2 separate regions of the Xenopus laevis genome follow, and region 2 is linked to region 1. The links are chromatin contacts, called in public Hi-C maps. All regions are on one chromosome and are shown on one strand. The core of a region is the stretch at or near the end of the contact, and the rest is flanking DNA. Distances in the headings are between cores, read along the strand shown.

Region 1 (5,468 bases), core at 2,016-4,515:
CTCTATGTCAAATCAATACATGGTAACGTAGCCCGCTGAGTCTAATGAAGTGTCAAAATTAACAGAAAAATAGAAGAATGCTTGCTCAGCTTTATAAAAGTGAAACTGCTGAATAAGCATCACGTGTATTATTTTTGAAAAAAAAGACCAAAAAGCGCTCTATACATAAAGGACAAGTTATTATTATTTTGTATTTTATGTATTTTTAGAGCGCTAACATATTGCTCAGCACTGGCCAATAATGATGACACTCACCTGTCTGACAGATAAATAAGCTTCTCAAATTCTCCTCCATGCTCCGTAACTGAGATGAGCGCTTGGATTCCATTCTAGAAAACCAAAAACATATTTAAATGAATCAATATTTTTATCTAAATAATAGTTTTATATAATATTTTTATAATATATATATATATATATATATATATATATATATATATATATATATTTATTAACCTTGAAAAAGGTCCCCAGGTGGGACCGAAATGTTGTATTGTGATGTGTTTCACCATGAATAATACATTCTGAATCTTTCACATAAAGAGAGTCCTGATCCATCTAGATAGATAGATAGATAGATAGATAGATAGATAGATAGATAGATAGTATAGTTCTGGGGGATTTGAATCTGTATGTTTATACACAACACTTTTATTCCTGAAGATGGCTCAAGCTATGGAGCCGAAACGTTGAAAATAAATTTTGATATTTGGACTTTATACTAAGCCCTGTTTGGTGCGTAGATTAAGGAAAGCCCATATGTGTAGAAATGGCAACACTGGTACTTCTGTCTGTGTGCCATAAGTTCTACTATGCCTGGCACATAAAAGGTTAGCACTGAAACATTATTTATGAACAAGATACAGTTTAGATTTGAAAGGAACCTACTTCTTTTGACTCTTCAATTACCTCCTCAGTATCCTGAAAGGACAAGGGTTTTGCATTAATTTACTTGTATTTGTTTTAAGATGAAAAGAAAAGTACTCTTTAGTATCATTTGTTTAGTAATGACCCAATTTAATGCAGGAAAAGAAATGGTACAAAATGGTATCAGCACTATGGGATCAGTGTAAAGGAAATTGAGAATTGTTAGTTCACTGGGACTCAGCAGCAATTCCCAGTAGGATCAGGGACAATTCAGTGCAGTATCACCGTTTTTCCATGGCACACATTTATGTGGCCGCAAGTGAAGTTGTTTTTCGGGCTAATCCTATAAAATCCCTGAAGGGTTAACATGCCTACGTGCTGACCCTTGTAGGCCTCTGTACTTGTTTTTCTGTACGACCCTGTTCTGTCTCTTCTTAGACAACCTTGCATAAGTATCATCATGTACTATAAACAATATTATCAGCTTGCCTCAGACAAAATATCTTAGCTAACGCGCATGTACATATTTGTCTCTTTTTTCTATCTTGTCCATCCTGAAGGATATACCTATTACAGACATATACTATACTAATAACTATGCTGATACGTCACTATAATTGGGACGTCTTTACTTATAACCTATATAAGCCTATGTTTGACCTTCAATAAACGGAACTTGTTATTCTGATCCACTCGTTGGTGTTTCTTTGTGCAAGTTCCCCGGATCCGGAATACTAGGCATTGTTGGTCAGACGAAATCCAAAGGTTCCAGTAGCAGTCGGTTCGTTGTCCCCTTCAATCCCTTGAATAAAATGTGCTCTTTTGCAATTCTATCTATTTGCACTCAAAACTGCTGTTTGCCTCTTGCTGTGCTTGAAGCGGGGAACCCTGGAGATACTTCTATCTTTGGACCAGGCTGTAACTCCAGGGTTCCCTCAGATATTTGTTTCAATAGACGTCTAAAGAATTGAGCACACTGGTCCCTCTAACACTGAACACCAGGAGTAAAGACAATGGATTTGACACAATCACATCCCATTTGGGTCAAAGTGTGAGCGCATATTCACTGTGAGGCTACACTTGTATTGTTACTGTTACATTTTATTATTTGTCTTTTTATTCAGGCCCAGCCGCAACTTCCCATCCCCCCCTGCCAGCACATACCTACTTTATTTCATATGTGGCCACAATCGGGGCAGGGGGGAGGTCAGAGAGTAGCTCAGGCAGCCGTGGGGATCGGGTCTGGACTAGGTCCATGACCAGAATTATGTGTATGCAGAAGAGACACCTGACTAGGGCGCAACCATGTGGGGGCGTTGGGCAGGTGCCTGTTCAAGGCATAACTCCCAACTGTCCCGTTGAACCTGCAGTCCTGCATTTCTACTGGAAAGTCCCGATTTTTCTGCACTGAACAGCCAAAAAAGAGACAATGTTTCTAACTTAATTGGCTCTTGGCAGAGCCCAGAATAGATACTTAAGATACATTTGTAACAGTGTTGTCCCTTGGGAGAAGTTAGACTCACAGTTTAAAGGGCAAGTCACCTTCATAAGTAAAACTGTAATAAAACATAAAAACTACAGAAATGCGTTCAAACTTTCATAACCTGGCAAATTTTGTATTTTTTTTCTGGCATGATAATTAGGGGGTGTGGCCTCAAAAAGGGCATGGTCAAACCATTTTTTGTCCCTCTTTCCATTTCCAGAATGGTTTGGTTCAAGAGTCTTCTGCCTACTCCTAGTCTGTCACACTCCTACCTACCCTCTGACACTCGCAGCTACTTCTCTCCCCTTCCGTAATGACGTACGTGGGGGGCGGGGTTGCCTAGGGCACTGGTCGGCTCAGCCTGGCCCAGGTGGGGCCCACCATTTTATACCCTGTGTCCCACCCTAATCCTGTTCAGGCCTCTCTCCTATTCATATTACAGTCTCTCATTAACACCACTGCAGCTCTCCACTTTGGAATTTCAGCAGTTATCTGGTTGCTAGGGTCAAATTTACCCTAGCAACCAGCCAGCTGCTAAAATTAAACTATAGAGCAGCTGAACAAAAAGCTACATTTTTTTTTTAAAAAAAACCCACAAAGCATATATACTAAAGTCTGACTGAATATTGTCACAGAAGATCACACTCTACTACATAATACTACTATATGTGGATTTAAAGGTAAACTACCGTAAAATCTTTCTGACAAACTGAATAGGTCTAGGTATTGATGTTCAGCACCCTGGATGCTTGAAGCTCTGTACAGGACAATAGGTAGGATTTATATTATTTACATACAGAGAAGAGGTTTAATCAGAAGCCTCCCATGTTATGACGTGCTGTCTGGCCTTGTTACCTGGGAGAACTCCTCAGCTGTCATGTGACAATGACAATCCACATAGCCCACAGCCATCTGCTCTCTGCCACTTCCGCTTCCCAGCATTAAGAGGCGGGGATTACCTGTTGGGGACGTGGGCGGGCCTAAAGTTGTTCGGCCAATGAGTGCCGAGGGGACGTGTGCGGTTTGAGCTCTCGTTCAGTGGGCGTGGCCTCCGTGTTGACTGAACACACGAGCCCAGTGAATAGTTGATTGGGCGGGACTGAAAATCCACTTCAGGCTGAGGGGGGAATTTTAATAAAACCAATCATATTACACCATAGCCGTTTGGTGCATGCGGTTATCTCACAACCTGTTTTAGGGAGGGGTGTTTGTCTTGTACACGAGCAGCACGAAAGGAGTCTCGATTACGTTTCACCATTGAAAGCAGGGGTCAGTGACCCTGGCAGCCAGTGGTGTAACTAGATGTTATTCGTCCCCTTAGCAAATACATTTTAGGGCCCCCAGAGGTTATCCTTTTTTACCAAAATATACTGAAAGCACCTTAATTAGGGTCTTATTGGGTCCCCTATATCTCCTGGGCCCTCCTGCAGTCGCAGGGTCTGCTCCCCCTGTAGTTACCCCCCCCCCTGCCGGCAGCCCAAAAACTCTTCCTCCCTGGGGCTACAATTGTGTTACTTTTTATTACTTTCTTTCTATTTATGCCAATTGCCACGGCTTATTAATCTGAAGGACCTTAGCAACCAGACAGCGCATGGAATTCCGGAAACGGAGAGTTTCTGCGCATAAAGCTCTAACACCAAGAAATTAAAAAATGAAATGAAATTAAAAAATGAAGACTAATTGAAAACTGTCTATACCATACCAGGAAACAGTGGAGCAGCCACTCAAACAAAGGCAATCGTCCACTTAGTCATAGGCCTATGTGTTGCTTAAAGGAAAACTATACCCCCCAAACAATGTAGGTCTCTATAAAAATATATTGCATAAAACAGGTCATATGTAAAACCCTGCTTCATGTAAATAAATCATTTTCAAAACAATATACTTTTTTTAAGTAGTATGTGCCATCGGGTAATCCTAAATAGAAAATTGCCATTTTAAAAAATTAGGGCCGCCCCCGGGGACCGTAGGATTCACTGTACTCACAAACATACCAAAACATACTTGTTAGGTCACATGAGCCAATTAACAGACAGAGTTATGACTTTTGCTTCCACACGTCTTCCAGTTACAGCTGGGGGCCGATTCACTAACTTCGAGTGAAGTATTTTTTTGGGCTACTTCGACCATCGAATGGGCTACTTCGACCTTCGACTACGACTTTGAATCGAACTATTCGAAGTAAAAATCGTTCGACTATTCGACTATTCGATAGTTGAAGTACTGTCTCTTTAAAAAAAACTTCAACCACCTAGTTCGCCATCTAAAAGGCAGCTACCAAAGTCAATGTTAGCCTATGGGGAAGGTCCCCATAGGCTTGGCTAACTTTTTTTGATCGAAGGATATTCCTTCGATCGTTGGATTAAAATCCTTCGAATCGTTCAATTCAAAGGATTTTATCGTTCGATCGTCTTTTTTAATAAGGGGTTTGTTTCTCCTTTAAGAGATGGGATAACCGGTAGCTCAATCTCACGTGAGCCTGCAGCTTTCTTTTAGACTGAGAAACTGCACACAGACACTGCTTCTCTTGCTTCAAGAAGACAAAACTTTATTAACATTTCTTCATTAGCAGACAAATATATTATATGACACTGTCAGTATCAGATTACTATGGGATCTGTATGAAAAACCCCCACATTAATATATATCTTAACACTATGACGAAGGGTGGCCACACACAGGCAGATTAAAGCTGCTGATATCGGTCCTTTATTCAGATTCTGCAGTTTATCTGCCCATGTGGAGGTTCGGCAGGTCTCCCTGATCAATATCAGGCCAAAAATCGTGCAGATATTTAATGGGCAGGTTTGATTTTTCCTGCGATCAAGGACTGCATCAGCTAGGTGGTCTGAACACTGGAGGGAATGATTTGACTTGGTGATGGGCCCTATGAGTGCAATGAATAGTTCTTGGGCTGATGGTTTTTGCCTATCTTTTAAATACAAAAAGCTTTGTTTTTTATTATTTCTTGAGCTAAACAGGTAAACTGAAGCCACTCCATAATTGGTCCTTATGAGGTAGATAATTAGATCATCATTATACAACTTCTCTCCCTTCGCCTTTTGTTACGGCTGTTTTGTAAGCAGGAGAACATAATGAAAGGGGCTTATCTGTGCTT
Region 2 (5,434 bases), core at 2,127-4,626, 55 kb before region 1:
CCTGCACGGGGACCTGTAAATACAAACACAATATTACCAAAGATGGCCATAGACGTAACTATTATGATCTTCCTTGGAAAAGATGTTTCAAAGAAAGATCGTTAGTTTCAATACACACGTGTAGAGCTGAATCGTCAGATATACAGATAGAAACAATAGAATTCTACCTGTATCTGACGATTCAGCATTAACAATGGCTGATGTTTGGGTGCCTTCAAAATCTTCCGTCCAGCCTGATAAATAGGGATGCACCGAATCCACTTTTTTGGATTCGGCCGAACCCCCGAATCCTTCTTGAAAGATTCGGCCGAATACCGAACCAAATTTACATATGCAAATTAGCGATGGGAAAATATTTTTTACTTCCTTGTTTTGTGACAAAAAGTTATGCGATTTCCCTCCCCACCCCTAATTTGCATATGCAAATTAGGATTCGGTTCGGCCAGGCAGAAGAATTCGGCCAAATCCGAATCCTGCTGAAAAAGGCCGAATCCTGGCCGAATCCCGAACCGAATCCTGGATTCGGTGCATCCCTACCGACAAATGAGCCGATCGATATCCAAGTCTTCTGCCGATATTGGTCTGCTATTTTCCCACCAAACACGTAGGAATATTGTACGAAAACTAGTTTTGTACGATATTCTCTGTGCGTCTATGGCCACCTTAAGGAGGAGTGTGATACGATTCATGGACATTATTATTAATTATTATTATCATTAATCCTTAGAGCACTGGCTCCCACACTGTGGGGCTCGACCCTTTCAGGGTGCCTAAAGGTGGCCATAAGATCCGCTGAATGAGATATGAGCACCAAAGGCAGGGAGATATTGGGTTAATGCGATCTTCAGTCCTAGGGCTAAATGTTCAGATAACAACAAAGGAAATGGGTGCCGATGGGACCGCTTCAACTAGATGATGGGGTCCTCAGTCGCCAATAAAATAAAACCTGTCCGATCTATATCTGATTTTTGGCCTGATATCAATCAGGGAGACCTGTCGGAACGCCCCATTCATGGCCATATAAGATGCAAAATTGGTCTAAAAGACTGATATTGGCACCTTTAATCTGTTCTTGTATGGGCACCTTTAAGGGATTCTGTCATGACTTTTATGATATTGTTTTTATTTCTAAATGACACTGTTTACACTGCAAATAATTCACTCTACCAGATATAAATTAAGTTCTGAACCAGCAAGTGTATTTTTTTTAGTTCGAATTCGATTTTTTTCAACTTTTTCTATAGTCAAAACTGTCAAATTCGACAAGGAAGTTATTCAAATGCGTTTCTTTCAAAAAATTTGATTTTCGAGATTTATAATCTAGCCCTTTAAGAACTCAAAGTCGACTATTCGCCACCTAAAACCTGCCGAATTGCTGTTTAATTCAATGGGAGACGTCCAGGGATCAATTTTGAGCTGTTTGCAGCCTTCCTGACATTGAATCGAGTTTTTAATTCGAATCGAATTTGATTCGAGTTTTCGGGTCAATCCTATTTAAAAATTTGATTTTTTTAAAATAAATTTCGATTGGTTTATAAGAGTTTATGGGAGTTTTAAAAAAACTCACATGAATTCAAAATTCGACCCTTGATAAATGTGCCTCCCCGAGTTGCTGAACCTCTGGTACAGTAAGTTTAGAATTTCTATTCAATTTATTTAGCTATACGGTTAGGCACGGCACTTTAATAATGGGAGATAAACCTGCAAGTCCAAATGGCTAATGTCCTGCTGCAGGACTATATGTGCAGGACACAATATAATAATAACTAATAATAATTAATAACACAATATTAATACTTACAGGTTTTAATTCTGACTTTGTGATTCCCGCATTTACATTGTGCCGCTTGAGATCGGATCTGATCAGAGCTGTAAGACAAAAACCACAGGAAAAGGTTTAAAAGGTGTGAGGTGCCATACTGCTTCATAAAACAATTCACAGAATATCATATATACAAGATAGAAGTGAAAATGTCCCCCGCTATATACAATTCCAGGAAACTTCTGGCTTAGTGCTAGATATTTGGAATTAAAGGGATACTGTCATGGGAAAAAAACAAGTGAGTTAATAGTGCTGCTACAGCAGAATTCTGCACTGAAATCCATTTCTCAAAAGAGCAAACAGATTTTTTTATATTTAATTTTGAAATCTGACATGGGGCTAGACTTATTGTCAGTTTCCCAGCTGCCCCCAGTCATGTGACTTGTGCTCTGATAAACTTCAGTCACTCTTTACTGCAAGTTGGAGTGATATCACCCCCTCCCTTTCCCCCCAGCAGTCTAACAACAGAACAATAGGAAGGTAACCAGATAGCAACTCCCTAACACAAGGTACCAGCTGCCTGGTACATATGAGAACAGCTCAAAATAGTAAAATCCAGGTCCCACTGAGACACATTCAGTTACATTGAGTAGGAGAAACAACAGCCTGCCAGAAAGCAGTTCCATCCTAAAGTGCTGGCTCTTACTGAAATCACATGACCAGGCAAAATTACATTTGATATTGTAGAGTGAATTATTTGCAGTGTAAACTAGAAATAAAAACTATATAATAAAAAAACAGGCTATTGGGGGTTAGTAACCCAGTGACCAGTCGTAATTTTCCTTCCATTGATCTTACTACAGGTGATGGAGTTTATTAACAGGAATCTTTGCCCGGGCATTCTCAGAATTCATTCTTTGTTAGGCATTAGGCTGCCATTAGGTGCATAAAGGGCACAGTACACACAGCTAGAGATACTGTATCTCACTTATGCATTAGGCAAACAGTCACATAGGAATTCTCTGGCCCTATGTGACTGTCTCAGCCCATGTATTAAACTTCCGCTAGTGCCAGTATTCTACAAATGTTATTAACAATTAAATTCAAGCTATTGGAGGGTCTATTTCTACTGGCTGAAATATCTCCTGTGTGACACGATGTTGAAGCGGTAAATGCCAGCCTTAAAGGGAGTTGTTCACCTTTAAATTAACTGTTAGTATGATGTAGAGAGGGATATTCTGAGACAATTTGCCATTGGCTTTCATTTTTTATTATTTGTGGTTTTTGACTTATTTAGCTTTTTATTCAGCAGCTCTCCAGTTTGCAAGTTCAGCCATCTGGTTCCTAGTTCCCGACGATCTGACGAGATTTTTAACCCTGCCCGGTCTACATAAAAAGTAACAATAACAATACATTTGTAACCTTACAGAGAATTTGTTTTTAGATGGGGGTAGTGACCCCCATTTGAAAGCTAGACAGAGTTAGAAGAAAAAGGCAAATAACTATAAAAAACAACTAAAGACCAATTGAAACATTGCTTAGAATTAGACATTCTATAACCTACTAAAAGTTAACATAAAGGTGAACCACCCCTTTAATGCATGCCTAGACTTCTCTCCCAGCTGAGTGACTGCCTACACATTACTATTTACACAACAGCTGTGTATAAACAGACTGAAAGCAAAGCCTAAATGTGTACAAAAAGTAGAATATCAATAAAGAACAGAACAAAGGAATCCAACGCAACATGCAATAAGCTGAGGGCCTCAGGCAAATGATGTATATCGGGTGCATTGCCATGTGCACTGGGGTTGTAGAACAGGGAACACTCGGGAGAAATACTCGGGAGAACACTCGGGAGAAACACTCGGGGGAAGACTCGGGAGAACACCTGGGATAAACACTCGGGAGAACATTTGGGGGAACACTTGGGAGAACACCTGGGATAAACACTAGTTAGAAACACTGGGGAGAAACACTGGGGAGAAACACTGGGGAGAAACACTGGGGAGAACGTTTGGGGGAACACTTGGGAGAACACCTGGAATAAACACTAGCTAGAAACACTCGGGATAATCATTTGGGGGAACACTTGGGAGAACACCTGGGATAAACACCTGAGAGAAACACCTGAGAGAAACACTTGGGGGAACACTCGGGAGAACACTCAGTATAAACACTCGGGGGAAGACTCGGGAGAAAACCTGGGATAAACACCTGGGAGAAACACTCGGGATAAACACTCGGGAGAACATTTGGAGGAACACTCGGGAGAACACCTGGAATAAACACTAGCTAGAAACACTCGGTATAAACATTTGGGGGAACACTTGGGAGAAACATTTGGGGGAACACTTGGGAGAACACCTGGGATAAACAATCGGGATAAACACCTGGGAGAAACACTCAGGAGAAATATTCGGGGGAACACCTAGGAGAAAACCCTGGGAGAAACACTAGGGATAAACATGGGAGAAATACTTGAGATAAACACTCGTGGTAAGACTCAGGAGAACACCTGAGAGAAACACTCGGAAGAAACACTCGGGGGCCACAGGAGGACTCCCCCCTTCTGCGTCAGCATCAAACCCAAACACCCAACAGGAGCCTTTGTTTGACTCTAATCCCAAAGCCTGGTTAAACATGTTGGAACTCCCTTGCTGCACACATTTCACAATACACACACAATACACACACTATACACACAATACTCAGGAAAACTATGCAGCAACCCTCCTGCCAGAAATAGAATTAAAAAGATTATTTAAATAGGAAACAATACAGCAGGATATTATTTTTCCTGTAGGCATTTACTGGAAGGCCCTTGGTCTATATTTGGCTACGACTCAAGCAATCCCAGTTTATTAATGGCTGGATAAGCATGCTGGGAACTGTAGTTCGGCTTAAAGGGATAGGACAAAGCTTTAGTTCTACATCCCTTTCAGGTCATTGATAGAATGTTACTGATTTGTAAAGCTTTTCCAGGATGGGGAAGCAATTATCCCTTGCACTCTTCACTTCCTGCTGTGTTGTAGCAATGATGAGCTTCCATTGAAGCCACAGAGCAGCCACTGCTGTTACCTACCAACTAGAACTACAACTCTCAGCTTGTCGGCTACTATATTTGTATTGCTCTGCAAACACATTACCAGCGCAGGAAACCCATCCCCGTTTCCAAGGCAGCGGGTGCGTTAGTAAATTTGGATCTTGCCTTTCACCCAAACACTGGCTAATTAGTCGTAACACGCAGGTGATGTGCCTCGCGAGGGCAGCGCTGGAGAAGAAGCCCAGATCTGTGTGTGTAACGCAAGTGCCTGGGGCCGCAAAGTCAATGGCAAACATTCACTAAGCTTTCATGTAAGACACATACAAACAGTCAGAACTCAATTCCTATCTGCCCCCCATTTTCTCCCACCCTGCGCCTGGTGCTGGGGCTCCGCTCTGCCCGACATTTACATACAACACAGCTTTTACATTAAAGGGAAAGTACATCTCCAGAATAAAATGTCAGTCCATCAGTTAATAAAGCAAATCTGAAACAGATCATTAGCCACTAGTCTACGTCTCAGAAACTGACGCAACTACTCTATGGGGACGTTTACCATTAAAGGAGAAGTAAAGGCTAATACGAAGTAAGCTTTATCAGAAAGGTCTATATAAATACACCAGTAA

The links. A called contact is a pair of places that touch in the nucleus more often than the background predicts.
Region 2: a contact with region 1 is called in a Hi-C map of the XTC cell line, with 3 times the contacts expected there. The contact joins the enhancer-like site here to the promoter of tatdn3.L in region 1. A contact is called at or near these places in 2 of 4 Hi-C or Micro-C datasets (the XL177 cell line and the XTC cell line).

The regions. Positions count from the first base shown.
Region 1 is chr5L:11,913,222-11,918,689 of Xenopus_laevis_v10.1, reverse strand. tatdn3.L (TatD DNase domain containing 3 L homeolog) reads right to left here and starts at 3,265. Exons shown (of 10, transcript NM_001096925.1): 1 at 3,206-3,265; 2 at 889-921; 3 at 256-329. The coding sequence starts at 3,262.
Region 2 is chr5L:11,967,908-11,973,341 of Xenopus_laevis_v10.1, reverse strand. flvcr1.L (feline leukemia virus subgroup C receptor-related protein 1) reads right to left here. Exons shown (of 10, transcript XM_018262585.2): 9 at 1,802-1,869; 10 at 1-13. Among protein-coding and RNA genes, the nearest start is that of vash2.L, 24 kb to the left of the region's middle. Within about 2 kb of position 3,376, at least 2 of the 7 cell types and tissues checked have an H3K27ac peak or open chromatin away from gene starts, as enhancers often do.